2 separate regions of the Drosophila melanogaster genome follow, and region 2 is linked to region 1. Evidence: chromatin contacts called from public targeted proximity ligation data. All regions are on one chromosome and are shown on one strand. The core of a region is the stretch at or near the end of the contact, and the rest is flanking DNA. Distances in the headings are between cores, read along the strand shown. Region 1 holds the start of CG32320. Region 2 holds the start of lncRNA:CR44842 (long non-coding RNA:CR44842).

Region 1 (5,659 bases), core at 1,019-3,518:
CTTTCAAAGGCGTTTAATAGACGTGCTTCCATACATCTGGCTTTAAAAAAATGTTCTAGAAAACAATTTTCAATACATGTACATGTTTGACATGAATGTTTTTCTGAAAATGTCTCACTTCTATTTATTAATATGGTATCGTGCAAATCGTGAGATCTGCGCCTTGATTCCTCTGGATAAAAGTACATCATAACACGGTGTCTTTGTCGGAGGCCGTATGGCTCCCAAAAAACCAGGAACCAGGCCAGCAAATATAGCAATAAGATCCACACATATCGGAGGTATTTTGGATACCCTGGGATCGGTAGACACCTTTGAGTATTCATCTTGAAAGTTCTTGGCTCAAATGCCTGAACCAGATCTCGTAGCATATCGCCAATTTTACCTCCGCCGTTAATAACAATTTTCGTATAAGAAGGAGCTGGAATGTACAAATTTAAAGTAAATATTTATCTGAGATTAAATCTTACGTTTAACATCTTCAATCATATGTCCGTGATAGGACATTAAAGTTAGCAAACTATAAAGACTGTAATCCACAAAGCAGATGCATAAAAGCTGTATACCTGTGATCACCAAAAACATCGCTGAACGATATATAGTATCGAATTCTTTGGCCAGAAGTCTCATTGAGCTTATCTAAAGATCTAAATAGTAGATGTATGTTTGTTAAGCTAAATTCAAAACTTACCTTCACAAATTTGTTATCTTCGCAATTGCTTAAGGGCAGGACTCTTAAACCCATGATCTGATAGTACTGGTCATCGTAGTCCTCGAAGGCCTCTGTTATATAGAAGTTTTCAAAGTCGTTATCGGTTAGGTAGCGAAACCAAAAGCAAAGAGATTTATAAATAATGGTGAGCAGCAGTATAAAGATAATCAAATTGAGCCATAGGTACACGAAATGTAACTTGTGTCTCTGTGCCTCAAATTCCTCTTTTACATCCTGTTCGTCTATTTGGTCTATGTTAGAGGAAAATGCACCTGTTGAATTAAACTTCAAGCTGTGATCAAAACTAATGGTGGTTATGAAAATAAAACGTATTTTTACAAAGCATAACTGCAAACCTATGATAAATTTAAAGCTGTAATTAAGCTAAAACATTAAAGTATCTTTAACGCACGTTGAAATATATCCTTTATGACCATCTGGGACCATTGAATATTATCATCGAAAAAAGTTGTATACGTCTTGAGACTATTACAGAACCAAAGAAATAGTTCAAGTTTACAGCACTCTTTTTGCCCTTCGCCGAATTCACGCTTGCAATGCGCAATACTCAAGTTACCAGCCTTCAAACAGCGATTATAGGGAGAACCCATCTTGTAGTCATAGTGATCCTTCTGTAAGAATAACCAATCGGTGCAGGTCTTAAAAGTTGCATCTGCGGATGACAAGTTACCTTAAACGAGCTAACAAAACTATTCATTACAAACGTATTTGAGCAATGGGTCTCTCCAGATTTAGCAAAAGTTTGTCCAATTTATTCATGAGCCGGGAAACTTCGGCCAAAGTTGTCTTGAATGCCTCCTCCACTGAATGTGAAGGATCATTTATAATTCGTTGCATAAGCATTAGAGCCTGGATGAGTACGTTTTGTTCACAGGTGAGAGTGTTGGCCAAAATACACGTGTTGTGGATTATATTTTTTACAGGCCCCGAAAATGCCAACAAGAAACATAATGCAATAACCGCTATCCGAAACTGATTGCTTGATAAGCTTGATAGGCATAACACTGCAATGCACCTGTTAAAGGAGTAATAAAAAGTTTAAAGTTCTTTCCAAATCCAACACACCTTGCTGGACGTCGTCGAACCAATATAATAAGTAGAAAGGAAAGCAAAACGATGAAAATCCATTTTCCATTCAGATCTTTGCAAGCCTCTTGGGGATTCCTATAGTACCATATTAGTACCATTAGTAGTCCGACAATGTATCCTCCGATAACGTAAAGCAATGCGTTGCATCGACATTCTGTAGGTGATTTTTGGCATCGATCTTCAGGGTCGTCTTCTGGCTCAGGATCCTCGGGATCTCTCGACGAGTTTAGCGGATAGATGGGCGCATCTCCTTCACTGATGGAATCCCGGTATTTCCCATGCTCGGTCCGGTCCAGATCAAAGTTGCGATGATTTTTGTACAAGTAGCTAATACGTTTTCCAGTGAAATTATCCGTCTCTTCCTCCGAGCTTACTATTGCATTCTTTCGCCTGTACGTATGATCCCATACCTTATTTTTGTCATCCATAATCAATTTAACAAATTTTATTTATTTTACGAAAAAGTATGAGACAGATAAGTCATAGAGATTATATTTTGTACAACATTGAATTTTTAAAATAATTTCGAAAAAGAAAAAACAATTCAACCACATTTCCCATACCGGGAATTGAACCCGGGCCTTCCGGGTGAGAGCCGGATATCCTAACCACTAGACAATATGGGATATGACATTCTTGCATTCAGTGTTGGTTAACGATAATTGATAATTAAAAAATTACAAATTTTCATCAAGAATAAAGCTTTACCTTTTTGTTCTTGATCTACAAATAGACCAATAAATAAATATAATTAAAGTGAAAATTTCTAAAAAGAAGATTTCTTTACCATATTCCCATACCGGGAATTGAACCCGGGCCTTCCGGGTGAGAGCCGGATATCCTAACCACTAGACAATATGGGATATGACATTCTTGCATTCAGTGTTGGTTAACGATAATTGATAATTAAAAAATTACAAATTTTCATCAAGAATAAAGCTTTACCTTTTTGTTCTTGATCTACAAATAGACCAATAAATAAATATAATTAAAGTGAAAATTTCTAAAAAGAAGATTTCTTTACCATATTCCCATACCGGGAATTGAACCCGGGCCTTCCGGGTGAGAGCCGGATATCCTAACCACTAGACAATATGGGATATGACATTCTTGCATTCAGTGTTGGTTAACGATAATTGATAATTAAAAAATTACAAATTTTCATCAAGAATAAAGCTTTACCTTTTTGTTCTTGATCTACAAATAGACCAATAAATAAATATAATTAAAGTGAAAATTTCTAAAAAGAATATTTCTTCACCATATTCCCATACCGGGAATTGAACCCGGGCCTTCCGGGTGAGAGCCGGATATCCTAACCACTAGACAATATGGGATGTGATAGCAGATCGACAGAATTCCCTTCGAATGTTTCTCGAGAACCCAAGGAATTCGTTCATCCTGGTTGCTGTTCTTCTTCATCATTCTTGACCGATGTCAGCAATGAATACTAAATTACTAAAGCACCCACGCAGCTTTTCAGATTTACTGTGATGAGAGGTCAACTTCATGTAACCCTTTTTCCGAATTAATTAAAAACCATTCAACACTCGGCACACTGGCAGTTGCATTCGCCGATGCCCACGACCCGACGGACTCCAGTGGCTGCGAATGAGGCACATAATCATCAATTATTCGCGCAATTACCGCAAACAAATAAATATTCTTAATTTATTATGTTTTCGAATCGGGTTTGGCCGCCCACAATGGCAACAGGCGGCGAATGCAGACGAAAAATTGCTACGAAAAAATATTAAAAATAAATTCCCAACCCGAAACAACAAACATACAAATTTTGGGTGGAACTGAGCGTTGGTGAAGGGGGATTATCGGGGGCAATGGGCTCTTTTGTTAGAAACTGCGGTATTGAGATTGATGTCCATAAATTAATTCCTCGCCGTTGCGTCCCTTCAGCTCCATTGTGTCTTTTTAGTCAGTCTGGCTGTCGTGCGATAAATTTCATAGATGCATTTGGTAATTTCAATTTGTTTTAATGTGTCGCCTCTATTCTATTCTGTTCGTTTTGTTCTATATATAAATATAAAGCACATATAGCACATATAATTTGAGGTTTATTGGCCGTGCCGTGGCTTTCCTTGCTATTTTCGTCTGGCCTCGTGGGATGTGGGATGTTCTGAGGCATCAGCCGCATCGCAGCAATTGGCGCTGCTTATCAGCTGTAGGATAGATATATAGGATATAGGATGAGGATAGAATAGAATAGAATAGAATAGAATAGAATAATAGAATATTGAAGTTGTCCCAGGGCGGAAATGTATTGGGTGCACTTCTTGAAAGATCTGTCGCGGCTCATCCGCATGCACTGTGAAAAAAAACTTATGAGCCTTAGTTGAAAAGCTCTACGAAGTGACACGAATTTCCTAGAGTATAGAACATTTAGTGCAACTTCTGCTGTTGATTTTCCCGAGTGCTGATCCAATGGGATAGCCTTTAGGCTTAGCACTATAAATCAATTTCCGCCTTTAGCTTGTCGATGGTGCTGGGCAAACATTTCCTGAATTTCCACCCGGGGATTTTGGGAGCTTAAGCCCCGTGGCGCCACTGCTCGCTGGAAGGGATTAGTGGAGCACGGGGCATTTCATCATAATTAATAAACTGTCGTTGGTCATATGTATTTGTTGCTATCTGTTCGTGATGTGTGTGTGATATGTCGTGCTTTATTTCCACATAAATTCAGGGCTTCCACATGTAGCAGTCGTAAAATAGCGTTATTTCGGTTCTCTCATCACCTGAACCCGCCGGTAATCGCCGTTTAGAGTCGGATTCCACTTCCTCTCCACTTGGGTGTCCCCGAAATTTGTCGCGCGATGAGGGAAATTTCGTTTGAATGGTTTCCGCAATGAAGCGACACAAGTGACAGCCATGCCATAGTTATTGCTCTTGGACTTGCTGCGTTTTCGGGGAAATGCGGCCCATAAAGTGCGGGAAAATCATAGCCAGAGCTGCAATGTTGCCCAATCTTTTCACGTTTCAAGAACTTCCTCACAGTCACAGTCCATCTTGTAAGTTCATTTCTTTTCATTAGCCGCCCGCACTGCTGGCCATCTACGGAGCGACCAGGTCATAAAACGTAACTGGTTACTCCGCGTAACTCTTGGTACACAACTCGCTTGATTACTTGCCCGTTGGCCTGGTCTTTTACTATGTAATATATGTGTTACTGGCACAGACGGACGGACGAACGAACGGACGGAATGGGCAGACAGCGGCACTTTATTAATGAAAAGCGCAGAAGTTCATTCTATTTTTCCCAGCCCTTTTACGTGTGTGGCCTGCATCGAGGTCAGCCGGAGATTTGTTAACCGAAAGTGAGCGGTTTCTGCAACGGGCCAAATGAAATGGCCAAAAGACTGGACACGACAGCCAGACGCGATTATGAGGAAAGTTCGTCTGCGAAAAGGTCGGCAATTAGAGAGTTTTTTTTGTTATTTTTTTATTTGCTCCTAAACGAGGTTTTCAGCTACCGCAGATGGGGAAAGCCGGCGATAAATGGATCGTTTTTTTTAGTTCGCAGCATGTGAAAGAATCTCATTAAGAAGTTGGGGATTAGTATGCAAAAAAAATGATGTCACGTAGGCTTGTTCCTAGAAGAGTAGTGAAAGTACGATACAATGATGCCAGCAGTGTTCCTTTGCTTCAATGTTTACGTTTGCCGCAGATCAATGAAACATCCATAAATACTGCAGAAATTATAAAATCTTTTCTAGATTTGTAACCACTGCATGGGGCAAGTGCAGCGAAACTAGAAACTGAAATACGAAATACCCATTGGAAGCGATCGAAAAGTGGGCATCCATGGCTGGAGATTATGTGAAG
Region 2 (5,278 bases), core at 573-3,072, 64 kb before region 1:
ATCGCAGTCGGCCGCTTATTAATTAATTTATTTATTAACTTTAATTGCAGACTGCACCGAATGTCCATGCGAGCATGAAGAAGAGATGTCGAAAGCGGGCTTTAAGACATAATGAATTAATTCATTCGGCCTTCTTTTCATCATTTCTTTCTTCTCATTTTTTTTTTTTGTCTGTTTGGTCAGAAACATAGTTTCACATGGCCCGCGGTGTAATTTGCATTTTTTATGCTTTCTGCTGCACTCGCACCCCTAAAAAAAAAAACGGGCAAAGGGTGCGAGCGAGAGAGATAGAGCGAGCGGGCACACAGGTTGAACAAACTCATTACGCCTCTAAGTTGAAATGCTTTTGTTTTGCCGCTGTGACAATTTCTATTGCAATTTGCACATTTCTTGCATATCCCTTGTGGCTTGTAGCTTGTATCTCGCAACTCATATTTTGTATCTTGTATCTTTTAGCTCTCGCGCATTTTCTCATTAGGGTCGGGGGCTTACCTTAGGTTTTTCTGCCTGTCGCAATGTTTATAATCCAAAATGCGTGGGTTTCTTGTAATCCAAATGTCTTTAGTTAGCTGGCATATTCGCACGTTTTTCACTCGCTTTTTTCGGCTCGCACATTGGTAACTTAGTTTTGCTGCTCGTAAATCCAGGAGCTTGTATTCAGATATTCTTGAGATATATATTCTCTGCTTGCACCCACACACACGACAATTTGAATATTTCTTTCTTTCAGTTTCAATTTCAGTTTCGAGTCGCAGTCCGACTTTCTCAGTTTGATGATCTCGCGCTCGCGGCTCGCACGCAACTGACTTTCGAAAGGCAAGGCAGCCGGCCTTTATAAGTGCTCGCTGTGCGGTGCAGTATAAGAGAGCCACTTCGAACATGTTGTGTTTTGGTTCGGCCGTATAAGTGTTGCATGGCACATCCGGATCTTGTCTTGTGTGGGTGGGTGGGGTGTGCGCACTGCAGTCACTCGACTGCTGCAGCTCGAGGCGAGCGGTTCGAAGGTTTTTCGTCGCTGGTTATTCACTGGTTTCCCCCATCTGCCGCCTTGCCACATAACGGTGAATGACTCATCCAGACGGGCCAGCACTTCTTGCCAATGCCACTGACTAACAAATGCGTCGTCTTCTGTCTTCTGTCTTCTCGCCGATCTCCAGCGATCTGCGCTTTGTCATGGCCTACTACGCAGATCTGAGCTCTAATCTCTGCAATGTTGCGAAATTCTAGCAAGGCCTTTGCGTTTAATTGCCTTTCAGCAAAACCGACTTTTATCTCATTTTATATTATTACTAGTAATATATATTAACGTACTAGAAGAGGTTTAAGCTCATTTTAGTTGTATTTGTAAAGGTACCAAGTCCATTGTTTTGCTGAGTTTCCCGTCGATGCCTTTAAACAAAGACAAGAAAGTCAAACAAATTGTTAACACAATTAAAGATGATGAAATCGGTAGTAGCAGTCGCTTTTTCTTTAGCTCCGCACTTTCGAATAGTTTCCAGAAATAACTTCAATGTCACAATTGCTCACAATGGTAATGTAAATTAGTTTCTAAACTAAAAAAACTAGCAAAACTATTTGCTTGCTTAGAAATAGTTTTAAAATTCCTCTATTGATACGTAACCGTTCAATAGCTAAAACATTGCTTCTATAATTCTGTTGTTTTTAAGGGAACGTGCCACTGCAAGTGGCCAAAAATGCAAATAAAGTATATCGGCTCAGCAATGCAGAACATGTCATGGAATCGAATTCGAAACCGAGCCCCGTCCTGATTCCCCTTGATTCCCCGATTCCCCGTAGAAGATCATCATTGTCAGGGGTTTCGAATTTCACACCTTTTCCAGCGAGAGCTCCCTCGGAGGCGTTGAGCGAGCAGATAGAAATCGGTAGCAAAAATAAATATTTATACAAATTATTAGGCAGCCTGAGCCGTTGCAGTCACGAGTTCGCGGGAAAGGTCACCACGGCATGTTGCACAAAAGGAGTAGCTTTCGGCTTCCTGGCCGAAAGGATCGAGACGACGTGGTTACGTGTTTTGCATGATAAGCTGGGAATTTACACAGATCTAATAGATAGATATACCCATCCTGGCCAGTCATCCTCATCGGCGGCATGAAAACTCCCGCATGAAAAGTGAAAATATTTTCACTGGGCGCAAAAGAGAGGCGAAACAGATTCAGAGTCCTCGTCCTCGTCCACTGAGATTTATGATGACTTTTTAACATGTGCGTGCAACAGGTAAGCAGATACGAAAACACAGTTGCTGCACTACATGCCCATGACCAGGCACGTCATCAGCTCGGAGTTTCTCAGCTCATCTTCATCGTAAATCCTTTTTTCCCACGTTCCCTCAGGTCGAGTTCCTCCATCCTCCATTGCTGCGTTTTCATTGTGCCAGACACGCATTGCCAGCACTCCACGGACATGGACCCACTGGCACTGGCAAGGTCAGCCACCGTACCAAAGCAATCTCAGCCACCCAAAACACTCGAGCTCGAATTCAGGTAACCGAGTGGGCGTGGGTAGGACGTGGGCTTTTCCCACGCAGGACAGGACGTTGATTCCTGGCCCGTCGCCCGGGAATTTCCCCCAAAACATGTGCTCAACATATGCGAGTGCCTCATGGCATCGCGAATCAGGAAATTCCGCCCGCCACTTGCGCTTCCCGCCGCACAGCAAGGTGTCCTTTTTCCGCTTCCCAGAGTTTCGTTTCGCGACTTTTTGTTGCAGCCGCACTTGTCTTCCGCAAGTTGCGCCAAATGTTTCGCGATGTGTGTTTTTCCCACCGCATGTTTTCCCATTTTTCCATCCTGCCCAAGGATCTTAGCACTAATCATCCGACAGGGGCGCGTCTTTCAAGCAGCTTCTGAGAAGGCAGATGCAAATGGGATCGTGCGATCTGGATGATGCCCTGAGTCCTGAAAGCGACTCACTTAACTGACTCCGCAGCAAAAAGGGGAATTAAAATTCGTATCAAACTGTTGTTTTAATCATTTTGATTTTGAGCAGAGGAAAAGCTTGCGAAATAGAATATAACGACAACTTCTTGAACAAATTTGCAAACAAACAAATAACAATGGAAATGCCAGAAGTGACGGGCGTTGAAGATACCAAAGGGGCGAAATACAAACTTGACGGGCCAATTGCAAATGGCAATGGGAGTGGAATTGAAAAATTGATTGAGAATGAAGGCCAATAATAATGGAGTAAGTAATGAGACTGTCCACAACAGTCGAAGGAATCGTGGGAGTTGTGTCTCCCTTCGCATAAAAGGAGCAAAGAGTCCTGGCCAAGAAGCCAGGGAATGCTCGAAATTTATCTATTGGATTAAGGTCTCTTTTGTGGACGTCATTATGGCCAATGCTAAAGACAAATTGGAAATTTATTGTTATGAACAGCGTTGGTGGACGGAAGGAAGGAAGGAAGGAAGGGAGGGAGCGTAGCAAGGATAACAGACCAGCGAATATGCATAATAAAAATGTCAATCAATGAACTGCAACGAACCGAACGGAGTCCACCGCTTGGGTCAGTGGTGCTGCCACGATAATTGAACATAAACATTGCATTCAAGTAGCAATTGTTCAAATTATTGTGCATCCCAAATCCCAAAACCGAATCGAGAAGCCCAGAAACCAAAACGAACGCAGGACAACGGCATTGGGTTTGCGGTCAGTGCAGCAGCAGGACTGAAAATAAGCAGTTTTGTCCAAAAAAGGACATTTGTATGTATGCCGAAGACCGCTCGGAATTTGGAATGGTTCCCAGGACATGTCGACACTGGCATTTCTGGCAGCCAAAAGGAGACACCAGTGCAAACACAAATGTTGATGCCCGCATTTCGCCCAGACGCTGAGACAAAGCGGAAGGCTGGTCAGGGAGCTGGGCAAACAGTGTTTCCAATGGCCAAATCCAAATTGGCTCTGACTCTGGAGTAAGTCATCAGAATGAATAAATAAATAGAGCTTGGTGCGTTGCGGATAAGAAAATCAGATAATGGCATGGGTACATGGGAAAAAACAATTTAAATAGCGATCTGTAAAGTGATAGGATACTTTGTTAATACTTTTGCTGACACGCAAATTGAGATTTCAAATTGGCATGATCAACCGAGTTGGTTGATTAACAAACTAACCAACTCAAAACCTTCACATATAAATCACATCGTCCACACTTAAGTTGCGTCGCATTCGCATTTAATTTGAGTATTCAGCAGAACTCCTAAATTGGCAAGCGCCGCAGTTAAAAAAAAAAGGGAATAAGGGGGAATAAAAACCACATTCGGTTGGACTCTTAATTTTCTTCTCACCAGCCATGTTAAAAAAAAAAAACCCCACTCACAATCGAGGAGCACTTGACCACTGGACCACGCTCGCGAAACTCGTGGCGCTAATCAGTTTAAAGGGCGCTTGTCCACTTTGGCAATGCTTTGGTTTTAATTACGCGGCAAAAGTTGGACCTCATCCGCATGAGAAGCCCCATTCCCGCCGTCCCCCCCCCCGCACTTCATCAGCAACTTTGCAATCTGGCGAATTTTTCGCAGCAGCATCTCGCCGGGATTCCCAGTTAGTTAAAGTGCTGGCAACACATTAAAACTGCAATTCATCCGCAGCCGCAGAGGCCACACATGAAAGGCTGGATGGGGCAATCAGGATGGGGCAAGCAGGGTGTGGAGTTTTGGATGGCCCTTTCGAGGACTGCTGCTCAGCAGGGGCTTGCAGCACTAATGAACATTTTATTACAAAAGTTTGTTCGCTGGATGAGGAGCGAAAACTTGTGCAAGTTGCACATCTTTTTTTTTTATAGCATTTCATTGGGATTCTGGATTGTGGATTGTGGATTCTGGTTTCTGGTATTCCAAGTAGCCTGGCCGCGCAGAACTTGGCCCAATTTGAGATATTATTATGCCAAGTGGCCAGCTGAGGCAACCCCGGAGCTGAGCTACCCGTTGCCCTTGTGGAGTGGCCTGCACTTGTGAGACTTCAAATCCAGCTGGGAATGCGACTCAACCCCTTCCGCAGGAGCAGAGGCGGAGGTGTCTGGCGGGTGTCTGCGACCCGTCTGCACTCGTGACACCGCCGTAACCCAATCCCCGGCAGCTCGGATATTTGCTCAGCTAAACCGAGACCAGTCAGCTCTGTAATTCCGTTTTAATTTGCCCGAACGGCGTGAAGTGCCCTCGCTCCTGGCCGGCGGAAATGGACACCCCAGACCAGGGACAGTTCCATACCAAAGATTAGGGGGAGGGGGCTCACCCATTCTGACCTTGTTTGCCCCGCTGCCC

The links.
Region 2: a targeted proximity ligation map of the S2 cell line shows a contact between it and region 1, with 7 times the contacts expected there. A contact is called at or near these places in 23 of 107 Hi-C or Micro-C datasets (the Clone 8 cell line, the Kc167 cell line, the ML-DmBG3-c2 cell line and 10 more) and 2 of 7 datasets of targeted methods (both in the S2 cell line).

The regions. Positions count from the first base shown.
Region 1 is chr3L:1,395,195-1,400,853 of dm6, reverse strand. CG32320 reads right to left here and starts at 2,268. Exons shown (of 9, transcript NM_001104002.3): 1 at 1,799-2,268; 2 at 1,438-1,748; 3 at 1,125-1,385; 4 at 692-1,068; 5 at 471-639; 6 at 119-421; 7 at 1-55. The coding sequence starts at 2,250. All of the region lies in intron 3 of Ptp61F (Protein tyrosine phosphatase 61F), which reads left to right. It overlaps tRNA:Glu-CTC-3-4 (transfer RNA:Glutamic acid-CTC 3-4), which reads right to left and starts at 3,159; the gene lies at 3,088-3,159. It overlaps tRNA:Glu-CTC-3-5 (transfer RNA:Glutamic acid-CTC 3-5), which reads right to left and starts at 2,922; the gene lies at 2,851-2,922. It also overlaps tRNA:Glu-CTC-3-6 and tRNA:Glu-CTC-3-7.
Region 2 is chr3L:1,459,345-1,464,622 of dm6, reverse strand. It overlaps lncRNA:CR44842 (long non-coding RNA:CR44842), which reads left to right and starts at 1,822. Exons shown (of 2, transcript NR_124753.1): 1 at 1,822-2,235; 2 at 2,352-3,920. The region is part of intron 3 of Ptp61F (Protein tyrosine phosphatase 61F); the gene reads left to right. rho (rhomboid) reads right to left here and starts at 812. Exons shown (of 4, transcript NM_001274326.1): 1 at 493-812.